2 separate regions of the Sus scrofa genome follow, and region 2 is linked to region 1. The links are chromatin contacts, called in public HiChIP or PLAC-seq maps. All regions are on one chromosome and are shown on one strand. Each heading gives the region's core, a stretch centred on a gene start, on an enhancer-like site or on the middle of the called end of the contact. The rest is flanking DNA. Distances are from core to core; before and after follow the strand shown.

Evidence for each region. HiChIP or PLAC-seq counts read pairs in DNA pulled down with a chosen protein or histone mark.
Region 2: a contact with region 1 is called in an H3K27ac HiChIP or PLAC-seq map of alveolar macrophages. The contact joins the promoter of LOC102163719 here to the enhancer-like site in region 1. A contact is called at or near these places in 1 of 5 promoter capture datasets (liver), 2 of 47 Hi-C or Micro-C datasets (epiblast stem cells and fetal heart ventricle) and 2 of 2 datasets of contacts at active chromatin or transcription factors (alveolar macrophages and skeletal muscle).

Annotation. Positions count from the first base shown.
Region 1 is chr3:68,977,897-68,984,246 of Sscrofa11.1, forward strand. All of the region lies in intron 2 of TET3 (methylcytosine dioxygenase TET3), which reads right to left. Among named protein-coding and RNA genes, the nearest start is that of TET3, 39 kb to the right of the region's middle. Within about 2 kb of position 2,350, at least 50 of the 83 cell types and tissues checked have an H3K27ac peak or open chromatin away from gene starts, as enhancers often do. A contact at or near this core is called in alveolar macrophages, epiblast stem cells, liver and 1 more, where this site is marked.
Region 2 is chr3:69,016,131-69,022,480 of Sscrofa11.1, forward strand. LOC102163719 reads left to right here and starts at 3,935. Exons shown (of 3, transcript XM_005662458.2): 1 at 3,935-4,011; 2 at 4,210-4,525; 3 at 4,617-6,350. The coding sequence starts at 3,935. The coding sequence ends at 5,333. It overlaps TET3 (methylcytosine dioxygenase TET3), which reads right to left and starts at 4,276. Exons shown (of 12, transcript XM_021087365.1): 1 at 3,080-4,276. The coding sequence starts at 3,382.

The DNA.
Region 1 (6,350 bases), core at 1,100-3,599:
AGAGGTTAAATAACTTCCCCAGTATCACAGAGCAATCCAAAAGAACACAGCCACTTTTAACCACCAAGTACGCTTAATCTCACTTAAGGAAATGCAAACAAAATTGGACCACAGAAGAAATTTTAAAATTACATGTGCCAAAGATCTTCCCTGAAGCATTAACAGTAAAGAATTACAATATGCTCCAACAGTAGCGGAATAGTTTTAAAATGTTTTTTCATGGAAGGAGAATGAGGAATAAACATAAGTAAAAACCACAACTTCATTAGAAAACAGAAATATAAAATAAGACTGCAGTGAGATTCTGTTCTACAGCCATTACGAAGAATTTAAGAGCAAGAAGGTTTAGTTCAAATCTTGCCCCCACCACTTACTAGCTGTGTGACCTTGAACAAGTTAATTAACCTCTCTGTTCCTCCTTTTTTTTAAATCTGTAAATCTGGGGTTAAAAGTTGACCTCTCTGTGCCTCTGTTTCCTTACCTGAAAATCAAGGGTTAACAGCATTACCGACTAACCTCTCAGGGTGGTCAGGAGGATTAAACAACACTTGAAGAACATGTACCACAGTACCAGGTACGCAGTAGGCACCAACAAAGGGTATTTGAGTCTGATACCAAATGCTGGTGGGATTTAGCAGGAACTTTTTCTTATATACCACATGCAGAGGGCAAAACAACCATTTTGGAAAGGTCTGTGGTACCATCTTTTAATGTTAAATGTCCACACACCCTATGATCCTGCAATTCTCTCCAGAAGAAACTTTGCATATGTGCATCAGGAAATGTGTACACAAATGCTCACAGCAGCATTACTCATAAAAACCAAACTGTGGAAATATTCTAGGTGCCTACCAACCACAGAGTGGGCATCAAAAGACTGTATATAGTCTACCAACTCTAAAAAGCTCAAAGGAAAAAGCACATATAAAGGTACTGTGTGAGAATACAAACATATGTAATTAAGACTTTAAAAAGCAAGGGAAAACAGAGGTCCCGTGGTGGCTCAGTGGTTAACGAACCTGACTTGCATACATGAGGACACAGGCTCAAACCATGGCCTCACTCAGTGGGTCACAACTGTGAGCTGTGGTGTAGGTGCAGATGCAGCTCAGATCCTGCATTGCTGTGGCTGTGGTGTAGGCTGGCGGCTTATACCTCCAATACCAACTGAAGAAGAGGATTGGGCTGGGGAAACAGCCAGGTGGTTTCAGTAATGTTAGCAAAATTCTAGTTCTTAATATAGGTACTAGGGAGTTTACATGCATTTATTATTATGCTTCACCTGTTTAACACATAAAACACTAAGTCAATGTTTCAAAGACACATGGGAAAAATGATAATATGTAATATTCCATCAGTGGCTATATGCCTCCTTAAAGTGATATAGAACATAAAAACAGAGAAATGTTTTCAATGAAAAAAAAATGAAACTCAACAATGTACTTGTACATAGATGCTTTCTGAGGGTTTTTATGACGGGGGAACTGTTGACGTTACTTGAAGTGGAAAAAAAAGATTTGAAATATTGCCCAATTTAAAAATTCAATTCCATTAACAATGCATGTCTGTGTGCACATACAAAACACCAAGGGAAATATGCGGAAATGCTAACAGGGCTCATCTCTGGGTGATAGGGAATGGGTGTATTTTCTTGTTCACAATCTCCAGAATTTATCGTAGGTATCACATTTGTATTTGGAGGGGAAAATTTAAGAACACAGTGCCTACCACACATCTGAAACTGTGCGCAAACTGTGCCTCCGCACAAAGACTCGAGGGGCGCCGCAGGGAAAGGAATTTGTGGGTGCACTTTCTTGCTCAGTTGCTAGAGAGTTGTGTGACACACACAGATGAGCAGCACTCTGGGAGGGGAAGGCGGGGGTCTGGCTGAGATGGGGCGCTGAGCCTAGACTCCCCCACCCGCCCAAAGTTCTTGGTAACCCGCCGGGAGCCGGGTGCTGGGAGCCGCGGCCCCTCCCCTCAGGCGGCCTCCGGTGGGGGCGGGGAGGAGCCGAGCCGAGCCCGCTCTCCACACGGAAGCCCCTGCCTCCAGCGGCGGCGGCCCGAGGCCAGCGGGAGGAAACGGAGCCGACCACATCTGAGGCCTGGCGAAAGGCGCAGCAGCTGCCTCGGAGGGGCCGCCAGCGCGCGAGAAGCAGGTCAGGACGCAGAGGCGGCCCCTCAGCCAGACAGCAAGAGAGCCCGCCTCCCGCAACACGCGCGCGCGCGCTCACACACACACACACACACACACACACGCACACACGCGCGCCCCCACAGCGCCCCAGTCACCAGGGCCATCGCTCAAGCCACGCACTGCACGTCCCAGAGCCAGAAAAGCCCCCATCAGTCCCCAGCCAGGCTGGGCGAGCCCACAGCTCCACCCACCCAGCTGCTCAAACTCGGTTCTCACCACCCACCTCCTAACCCCAAAGTCTAAAGAGCTAAGGAAATGAGAAGCGTCGCCAACATCGGAGTCCACTGACAGAGAGCCAATCCTTGACTAACAGCCCCTTGCACTTTCCCTAAAGGTGCCCCAAACCCCATGTACAAAACCTACTGGCAGTTCAGGTGGGCCAAAGGACCCGCCCTGGAGGGCGATAATGAAGATGCAACTGCAGCTAACATTTCTGAGTGCTGAGTGCTAACCTATGGATTAAGAAAGCACTTTCATGTTTAAATGTAACCTTTTCAAGTCTTGCAACAACCCTACCCAACCTCCATTTTAGTGGAGGAGCAAATGAGAGACTAACATACTCCAAGGCTCAAAATTGTGAGTGCAAAGGCTAAATCTAACACTGGGGCAAGAATGGATGCCCCCCACCCCACCCCCACCCCGGGCGCCTCCTAGCTACCAGAGTTCTAGTCCATCTCAGAGAATGAGCTCCCACCTTTGCAGGAGAGTCTCAATAACTGTGGATTTCAGGCTCTTACTTGAAGCCCTGTTGAGTGAGTTTGCCCCCATCTGTTTCTTGCTCAATGACTCTAGAGGGTTTAAGTTTTTTCATTCAAAGAACTGAATCTTTAAGCTATCACCCAAAAATCTGTAGAAAAAGTAACTTTTGGCAGAGGGGCCTCCACCCATGGGTCATAAGACTGACTTTACACAGTGGGCGAGGAAATGGAAAAAAAAAGGAAGCTGACATTTAGGGAAGCCAGAAGGCAGGAAATTGGGGGGTGCAGACAAGTTCTATTTATTCCAACCCCCTGGAGAAATCACACAATACATCTCAGTGCAAAGTCCTACTATCTGTAGTCACAGCAGGTCTGTTAGCCCAGATAACTGAAAGATGCCAGGAATTTGGGTTCTTGTACGTGTTCATCTGAAAGTCCTATCTTCAATGTTGGAAAAAAAGGAAACAGGAACCTTGGCCCTCCTCATCTACTTTCTCCTCCCTGAGGTCGTGGGGGACAATGAAGGCAGCAGGAATCCTCTCCCTCTCTGTGGCAGGCCCTCACTCTCCTGCCACCCCCACACCCCCCTCCCTAGGCTCTTGTGACACTGCTGGATCCTGGTCCTCCTCCATTCTCCTTTTCCTCCTCCATCCTCTCCAGAGAGCTGCTCTCCACCCAGCCCCCACCCTCACCCTCCCAGCTCTTCTGGAAACTTCACCTACACCCAAGGCTCCACTGCTCAGCCTGCACCTATAACCCCAAAGCTTCCCTTCTCCAGGACTGTTCCTCAAGCTCCCAGCCTGCTCTCCAGCTGGCATGCGTTTCCACTTGGACGCAACTTAAGTCCGACACACTTAAAACCTAACTCAGCACCTGTCCCTCCTTTCCAGCAACTCCTCCTCTGGACGTTCCTTTTAAAATTTCACATAAAGAGGCATTCCCCCGTGTACCCTGGCTTAAACCTTCAGTCACCTTTGCTGTGTCCTCCTCTTTATGTCTCCACATGCAAGTCAACTGCTGTCAACTGTTCTCTTGACAGTATTCCACCTCCGCCTTCTTTCAGTTTCCTCCTCAGGATCTCTCACAGAGACAATCGTAGGAGACTCCTTGACTGGCCAACCCACCTCTGCTTTCACCCCAGCTCACCACTCTCAGAATCACAGGCAATCCACTGAGCCTTGAAGCTACATCCCCGAACTCCCAGGCCAGGGTGACCACTAACTCACTACTTCAAACTTCTCTTTTCGTTTAAGTGATAGAAATAAACAAGTAGGTGGAGTTCCCACTGTGGTGCCGTGGGTTAAAAATCTGACTGCAGTGGCTCAAGTCACTGCAGAGCATGGGTTCAATGCCTGGTCTGGGAACTTCCCTACGCTGCGGGTGCAGCCATTAAAAAAAGAAAAGAAAAAAGGAAATAAACAAGCAGGTAAGCAAATAAATAAACAAATAAATAAACTGAGGACAATAAAGACCCTTTCACCTCGTAGTGCTGCTCCTAGGAACTTAGGTTTATAAATTTGCACTTCAAAACATACTTTCTACACTTTCATGAAAGGTGAAAACTCAGGATGAGGGGAACAGTTTAGTAACTCATGATACAACTTGGTAGGATATTATTATACAGTCATCAAAACCCATAAATTATGAACAGCAAGAAAAAACACTGGGTAAAGTGGGAAGTAAAAGTAGGAGAATACCATACAAAATAAACCATGTGACACCATGCATGCGAATGATAAAAGAGGAAAAAGAGGTTTTTTTGAAAATAGCTATAGTAGCCCCAAAGAATTAGGGAATTTCACCTGCAGATGCTATCAGCACATCTTAACAATCATACCTTTCATATATGAATATATCTAATTATGTATTCATTTATTTATCCCTCCAACAAGTAAGTACTGAGCATTTACTATGAGTATCACTTTTAGGCTCTGGGGATACAGCAGTGACCAAGCAGTCCCTGGCTGATGAACAGAGACTTTGATCTGGGTCCCCTTCAAAAGTAAGTTACTTCAGGGCAGACATGTCATTTGAAATGTGTATGACAGCATAAAACCTATTAAGTATTCTGTGGCTGGGAGTATATGATGAAAGCAATGAACACTGATATTAACTCTAAGGTTATCTCTGAGTGGAGCTGCCCTTTGTGTAATTACTGATAGAATATCAAGGGCACCCTAAAACTCATCAGAGAGCTAGGGAAAACCCTGGTGGAAGACCCAAGAGAATAAAGAAAGGTCATAAGCCTAGAACAAAAGGACAGGAAAGAATAGTTTCAGTAGAAGATGCTGAAAGAGATGGAGGAACAGGAAGTTCTGTCACTGCAAAGTGGAAAATGAAGAAGTTCAAAACAAGAAACTCCCATTTCCCAGAGACGACCATAGTTTACATCGGGCACCTCTCTTCCCCTATGCAGTGTGCTCTTGTGCTACAAAGTTGGGGTTACTGAGTACATCTGGGTTCTTTTCATGGTCACATCTTCCCTTACTGTATCATGTTTTCCCATAGTATTAACTCTTCTTCAAAAATTTCCCTTCTAATATCTGTCTTGCTTTCCTTGGCATGTGCAGAGCACACAGAAAGCCCCTGAGGTTGAACGTCTGCTTCCCTCACCCTGTGCTACATTCCCATGGCACTCATTAACTCCTCTTTCCACCTCATGTGGGCTTGTGCTTCCTCCGAGGAGAGGGCTGGAACACTTGGCCCTAAGGCAGGGACCTGGTTGGCTGCATGGATAGACTCTACTAGCTCCAAAGGTTGTCTCTAACAACCCTGATAACATCGGATAGGATTTCACTCACATTAGCACAGGGGTTTCAACTCATCTGGGTGACGACTTAGAAGGTATGTCTCTAGTCTGCCTTTGCAGCCATTAAATATTATGCAGCCATTAAAAGGAATGAAGTACTGACACATGCTCCAATGTGGATGAACCTTGAAAACATGATGCTGGGAAGCCAGACACGAAAGGCCACATATTGTATGATTCCACTGACATGAAACGTCCAGATCAGGCAAATCCATAGAGACAGACACATCAATGGTTGCCTAAGACCATGGGGACTGGGAGAAAACAGTAAGTGAATGAATGATAGTGGGCAGAATTTCTTTTTAGGATGATGGGAATGTTCTTAAATAGACAGTGTCGATGGTCATACGACTCTGTGAATATACTGAAACCAATGAGTTGTACACTTTAAATGGAGAAAACATATGTTATGTGAAATGTTACGTTAATTATATCTCAATGAAACTGTAATTTAAAAAAATAAAAAGCCTTTAGAGAAAACCTTCATTTCTATCTCCCTAGGAAGAAGCTTTAAGACAAAAGCAGAAAATGAACACTTGCCTCAGGAAGGGAGGGCTGAGCTGGTGCGCCTACCCCACAGGTGGAGGGGAAGGGACAGAGGAATGCCGGGAGTATCATAAAAACTCTTCTCCGGAACTCCCGCACC
Region 2 (6,350 bases), core at 2,685-5,184, 40 kb after region 1:
ACACCCATCAAATCCCACTTTTCCAATCAGCTATCTTCGCTGCATCACAAGCCATCGCTTTGGTAAAAAGAAGGCGGATGTCAAACAGCCTCCAACATCAGCCAGGATCCAAATCCTTCCTGGGACTAGGAAGGAAGACCGAGGACCAGGAATGAACCCCGCAGGGCTATTACCTGACTTCAGGACCCGCCCAGAGAGGCAAGTAGTCTCCTGTCATGGTGGTGGATGGGACCATCCTAGGAGCCGCCTCTAGCTTTAAAATGCTGCCGTTCTCTGAGCAGAGGGGCCCTACAGCACCACTATCCACAGTGGGTAACAAAGCAAGTAGCAGGGGAGGAAAACAAGAAAGTCAAGTTAATGTCCCCCCTTAACAGGATGACCCAAAGCAGCTGCCAGCAGATAGCTGAAAGGAAGCCCCAAAGGAAGCAGGGGGGAGGTGGAGACAGGACGGAAGTAAAGAAAGGGTGCCCAGAAGAGGAGACACGGGGAAGCAGAGATGCAAGGGAACAGTCTGATTCCCAAGAGGCTCCTGGGTCGCTGCGCCTTGTCCCACCTGGAGAGTTAGGGTCAAGTGCTGAAGTTCTATTCCTGAGGAACAGGTCTCCTCCTTCCCTGACCTCCCAAATCCTGGGACATGTCCCCTCTGCCATGTGGCTGCTCAAATCTCCCGGTTAAGGTCCCAGCCGTCCCCAGGGGACTGTAAATGCTGGGCTGGTTCCCTGAACTCCCTCAGTCAGGCACAGCCTCCCTGGCCTGTCAGCTCTGCCAGAGATACTTTCGTCAAAGGCAGTGCAGCCTGGACAGTGGTTCCCACGCTTTCAGCCTTCACGGACCAATTAAAAAAAGCGTGGAGACAGACACTAGTTACTATTTTGTATCTTGCCAAGTAAAGACTTAAAAAAAGAAGAAAATCTACTTTCTATCAACAACTTCATTGCATAAAGGAAAGTACATTTTTAAACATTAAGTAGAAAAGATTTAGCCTTAAAATACCAGCTTTAACAAAGCTAGCTTTAAGAGAGCGAGCACCCCACTGTCCTCTTTCCATTATCTCTCCAGAAACTGGGAGACCTCTGTCCTGGAGCATCGCTGGTCCACAGACCAGCATGCAGACCCTCTGTCCTAGGAGACCACAGGCCACCAGCTGCATTTTCCCTGACCCTGGGGGCCTAGAGGGCAGCCGCCAAGGCAAGGTCCACAGGGACACAGACACCGCTGCGAGGGGTCGGGGGAGGAACGGGTGTCTCTAGGCCTCAGCCAACCTAGATTCCGGGTCTCTTAATCACGACCACCGGCGGCCCAGGAAAGCAGCCTACATGCAAAGATGACAGGACCCTGGCCTCACTCCGCGCCCCATTCACTCAGGTACGCCTCACTGCTGCAGAAAGAAGAACTCAGACGCGGTGCACAAAGGACAGGCGTTCTAGGAACACCCAGCCCAGAAAGCTCAGCCCCTCCATCCCCGAGGGCTTGATTATGGGAGGAACAGAGTGAAAGAAAGGTGAAGGAGAAGGAGGTGAACCCTAGAAGGAAGCGATCAAAGGAACCAAGCTTTACAAAGTAGCCGGGGAAGGTCCCTTACACCAAAACACCACATCTCACAGCCAGGAGTGAAGCCGATCCTGATCCCATCCTCTTTTCAGAAATGACCCCACAGGGCACTGGGCCAGCACATGCCAACTCCCCCGAACACCAGCAACATAAAGGGACTGGACACTGGCTCCCAGGCTAGGATGGGGGGCTGCAGGTGTGATCCAGATGTCTGCTTTAACCTGAGACCAGGGAAGCAGGGCACCAGTTTGCCATTCCTGGGCCGTGATATGCAGCTTCCATAGGGAGTGGGCAAGAGAAGGTGAGACGGGGCAGAAACACCCACTTGCCTGACGGAAACATTTGGCTCTTTCTTCCCAGCCACGGGACCACAGCCCCACCATGCTCGAAGCACAGCTCTGCACTCAGCGGTCAGGGAAATCCTGCGTGCAAGCCGCCAGCCCATCGAAGCCACAGGTGCCCCAGCTCTCCGAAGCACAGCGGTTCCCAGCCCAGCTGGAAAGGGCTTCAAAGACTATCAAGCCCAACCCCTCCACCTCCCCAGGGAGAAGACAGACCCAGAGAGGAGGTCTGAGTTGTCTGAGCACTCTGGCTAAATCAGTGGCAGAGCGAGGGAGCCCCACTGACAGCGCAGGCCTCCGTCTCTGTCCAGCGCCAGTTTCGCTGCCTGGAGCGACCTCAGCCGCTACATCGCTCCTCCCAAACTGCTAACTTTGCTCGTCCCTCCTTCTGCCAACTCTCCGCTGTTGCAGCTGCCACCAACCTCATGCCGGCAGCCCACCACCAGAATGGAAAGGAAAGATGGCCAGTGCCTCTCCACTTCACGTTCTGCTCTCACTCATTCAACTTCCCTCCCTCTATCTCCTTGCTCCAAATGAAGTACTCCTTCCTGGGGCTGATAAGGACTCAAAAGCACATCATTCATTCATTCAATTCGTGCTACACACCAAGGAACTGAGCCAGGTCCTGAGATTACATAGATAAATGGTTCCTGACCTCAACGAGTACTCTTTAGTAGGGGAACCCAAATCATGGGTTTCTCATTAAACTCCCAAACATTTCTGGTTACCATCCCCAAAATGAAGGTACCCCAAAAAGATCTGAGGAAATAAACATCCCACTCCATCAGGGCAGCATAAAACCACCCCATCGCTCCAAATTTTCTTTCCACATCCATCAGTCTCCACATCACTCAGGCACTGATGCGACCTCGAAATACACCTGAGACTTCAGGCACAAGAAACTTCTAGAGATAAAGCTAGAAGCTACATCAAATGCTAACACGAGAGATGAGAGTGCTAGCTTTCTGCAAAACCCAGTTACTCTCCTACAAACTGTCGGCCCCCTCCAGCACAGAGGCCCAGACCCAGCTTCCAAGAACAGCTACACTCCTACTCACAGCCCCACAGCTATTCACGGACCAAGAGGATCAGAATGGGGAGAATGGGCTTATCTGTCTTTAGCAAGACTCCTCTGAATACAGCACCCTCACGGAATGGACAGGGCAGCCGAGCAAGAGCCAGCTTACCTCCTTGAGAAGCCCCACTTTTTTCTTCAGCACCTCACACTTGCGCAGTTTGCAGATCTGGTGTGTGCGGCGGTTGGTACAGCTGGTGCAAGCCCCACAATTTTCCAGCCGCCGGCAGGGCTCACAAGTACCACACCGTTTCCGTTTCTTCCGCCCATCTCCACCCCCTCGGAGTTGGGATTCACTCCCGGCCATTGGGAGCCCAGGCCCCTGGAAGCCCCCTACCATCACCTGGCCCTGAGGGAAGTCATAAAGGCCTGGCAGGTCCGGCTGGACCGCCAGGGGCACCTGAAACTGACTCATGATGCTGCCAGAGGTGGGGGCATAGGTGCGGGGGCAGAGCCGCAGTCCAGCTTCCAGGCTGCAAAGGTGGCCAACAGGTCCTTCTCTCCTAAAGCAGTCGCGAGACTACAGGGTGAAGGCAAGTAGCTCCAGGCTGCGGAATGGGCGCCTCTTCTCAACCCTTCTTCACCTCCTCTGCAGCAATGTGATAGGACTCAGTTGGGGGCCGCTCTCCCACCTGCTGGGGCCCGGGATCTGGGGGAGGATACCAGCGGCAGTCCCCAAAGAAGGGATCATCTTGGCTGGGTGGGTTCTTCACCCTCACCCACCCTAGACCCAGGCATGAGGTGAGCAGGTGGCTGTGTGATGGGGGCAGGGCAGGGTGAGGAGCTTCTCCTCCAGTATATCTTTCTCCCGGGTCAGGATGATGGAGAAGGCAGCGCTGCCTGAAAGAGAGACAGAAAGGGGAAGCGCATCACTCAGGGCTCGGGCCCGGGGACAACTTTCACATGTTACCTCTTCCTGCTTCTGGGAAAGAGAAGATAGAGGAAGAGTAGAGGCTTGCTTGCCCTCATGAAGTTCTGCCCAGAACCTCTGGCAGGGCGCACTAGCACCCGCCGCCTGAAGGAGGAGGCCTGGGGCCTGACGGGGTGCGAGGGGAAACCTGGCCGGCGAATTTAAGGGGGTGGTCAAGGTGAGCTTTCTAAGGAAGTTGTCCTCTGCCCCACCCCCACGGGTTGGGCAGAGTTTCGCCAAAATTCCCACACACCCCTCACTGGAGGTCGCTGGGGCCTCCCGAAGGGAGCCCAGCTTTCAAAATAAAGTTTGCGGAGAGCTTCACTCGGAAGAGCTGCCCGGGAGCCCCCGACACGCAAGCGGCCTGGAGGGGGGCGCGCCCGGGGTAGCCCGCGCCGGCCGCCCCGCCGCGCCCCTCTGCCCGCCGGCCGGACGGGGAGGGCGGCCCGCTCCGCCGAGGGGGCGCGGGGAGGGGGGCGCGCTCCGGCTTGGGCCCGGCCGCGCGCGCGCCGCCGCTCGGGCTCCTTTGTTCTGGGGCCTCCGCCGCTCAGCTCCGGCGGCTCCGCAGCCCCCGCCCCGCCCCGCCGCCTCCGCCCGGCTAGGCTACACTGTGACCCGCAGCACCCCCGCCCCGTCCCCCGCAACAAAGTAGCGGCCCCCCCGGGCGGCCCCCGGGCCATCCCCTCCCCCCGGGGCCGGGCCCCCTACGCCTCCCCTCCCCCACCCCGGAGCCGGAAAGGCACCGACTGCACCGACCTGCCCGCCGCCTCCGGGGCGGAGCGCACAAAGGGGCAAAGTTTCCCGGCCCGCACCGCCGCCACCACCGTCGCGGCCGCCGCCGCCGCCTGGGGCGCCCGCCTCCTGGAGCGCCTGGCCCGGCCGAGCTCGGCGCACGGAGCCCCCCGCCCGGGCCGAGGAGGGGACGGCGCAGGAGGAAGGAAGAGGCAGCGGCGGCCGCGGCGGCAGCAGCAGCAGCAATGAAGGCGTCCGCGGGACTCCCCGCCCCCCGCGCGCCGCGGCACGTGCTCGCCCGGGGACTCCCCCGCCCGGGAGGGCGCGCACGTGCGGCCCCGCCGAGCCCCGCCGGCCCCGCCGCCGCCCCCTCCGCCGGGTTCGGGGCTACGCGAGGGGGGAGTTCCGCGGAGGGGGAGGGGACGGCGCGGGCGGCCCTCGAGCGGGTGGGGGCAGGGCCCGGCCCGATCGCCGCGCCTTTGCACCTGCAGTACCTCCCCTCCTCCGCGGTCAGTCTCCCGGGACCCGGCCGCCCTCCTCGGGCTGGCCGCCCCCGCCCTCCACCGCTTCTGCAGCCCTGGCGGGCGCGGCGGGCAGCGCGGGGTGGGGCACACGGACCTCCCAGCCTAGGCCCTCGGCGGAGCGGGCCTCGGTGTCCCCACTTCCTGCCACTCCCTGCGGACCGAGCAGTGTGGGACGGCCCCGTTGCCCCCAGGAGCCCTGAGCTCCGGCCCCGACTGACTCTCCTCTCCTGGCCGCCGCTCGCCCATTCCGAGGCAGGACAATGAGGGACATCGTGCGTCTGCGTACCGAGTCAGCCTGGCGGGCAAGGAGGGGATACCCGCGAGCAGAGGCCGCGGGCCAGCCGGGAGGCACCCTTGCGGGGGGTCACGGCCGAGCGCCCTACCCAGGCGGACCCAGGGGCCCTGCCATCGCGAGCCTCCCCCGCGCCGCGCTCGGCTCTTTCGCGTCGAAAACAAAGACTAATCCGATACCCCCGCCCTGCCTCCCAGAGGAGGGGGAACAGGCGCGTCGCGGAGGGTAACTGAGGAGGACGCGTACAGGAGGGGCTCGGACATGCTACGAGTGGGCCGTGGCGCAACCGAGCCCTGTAACCCGGCACAGACACTTTGAAAAGTCACCCTGGGCTCTTTTCCAGGCAGGAGGCAAGGGGCAAGACCTAAGAATATTTCCAAGTTGCCAAACTGCCCGTTCTCTCTGCTGCTTTTTTCCCTCACCTGTTGTGCAGGCCAAGTTGAAATTCCAGGTTAGATTAATTCAGCTCCACCCATCTGGCCTGACTGCCAGGCTGGTCCCCGAAGCTGCCTTCCACCTACCTGGGTTGCTGGGGAGAAGGGTGGGTCTCTTACACACACACGCACACACACACACACAAACATACACACGGGCAAGTCCTGGCAGAAGCAACCACAGGGCAGACTGGCCTGACCAGTTTGGGCGGTGTTCACGGAGCCAGGTACCTGGCAGGCTTCGCCACCCGGCTGAAGCTAACAACTCAGCCAGAACTGGAAAAAGAGCATTCGGCCGGTTATTTAGAAGGGGAGAAAAAAAAAAAAAAAGTAATTGATCTCAAGTAGAGTTGTCCAGAAAGCCCTAGGCGGGAGGAGAAGCCCCGGTTCTGTCTGGGACTTCCCTCCCTCCTCACAGGCCTGTTTTTGACAGCCTGGCTCCAGGGGCCAGGTTGTCAGCTGTGGGGAGGGTGGTGAACATGGCTGCACTA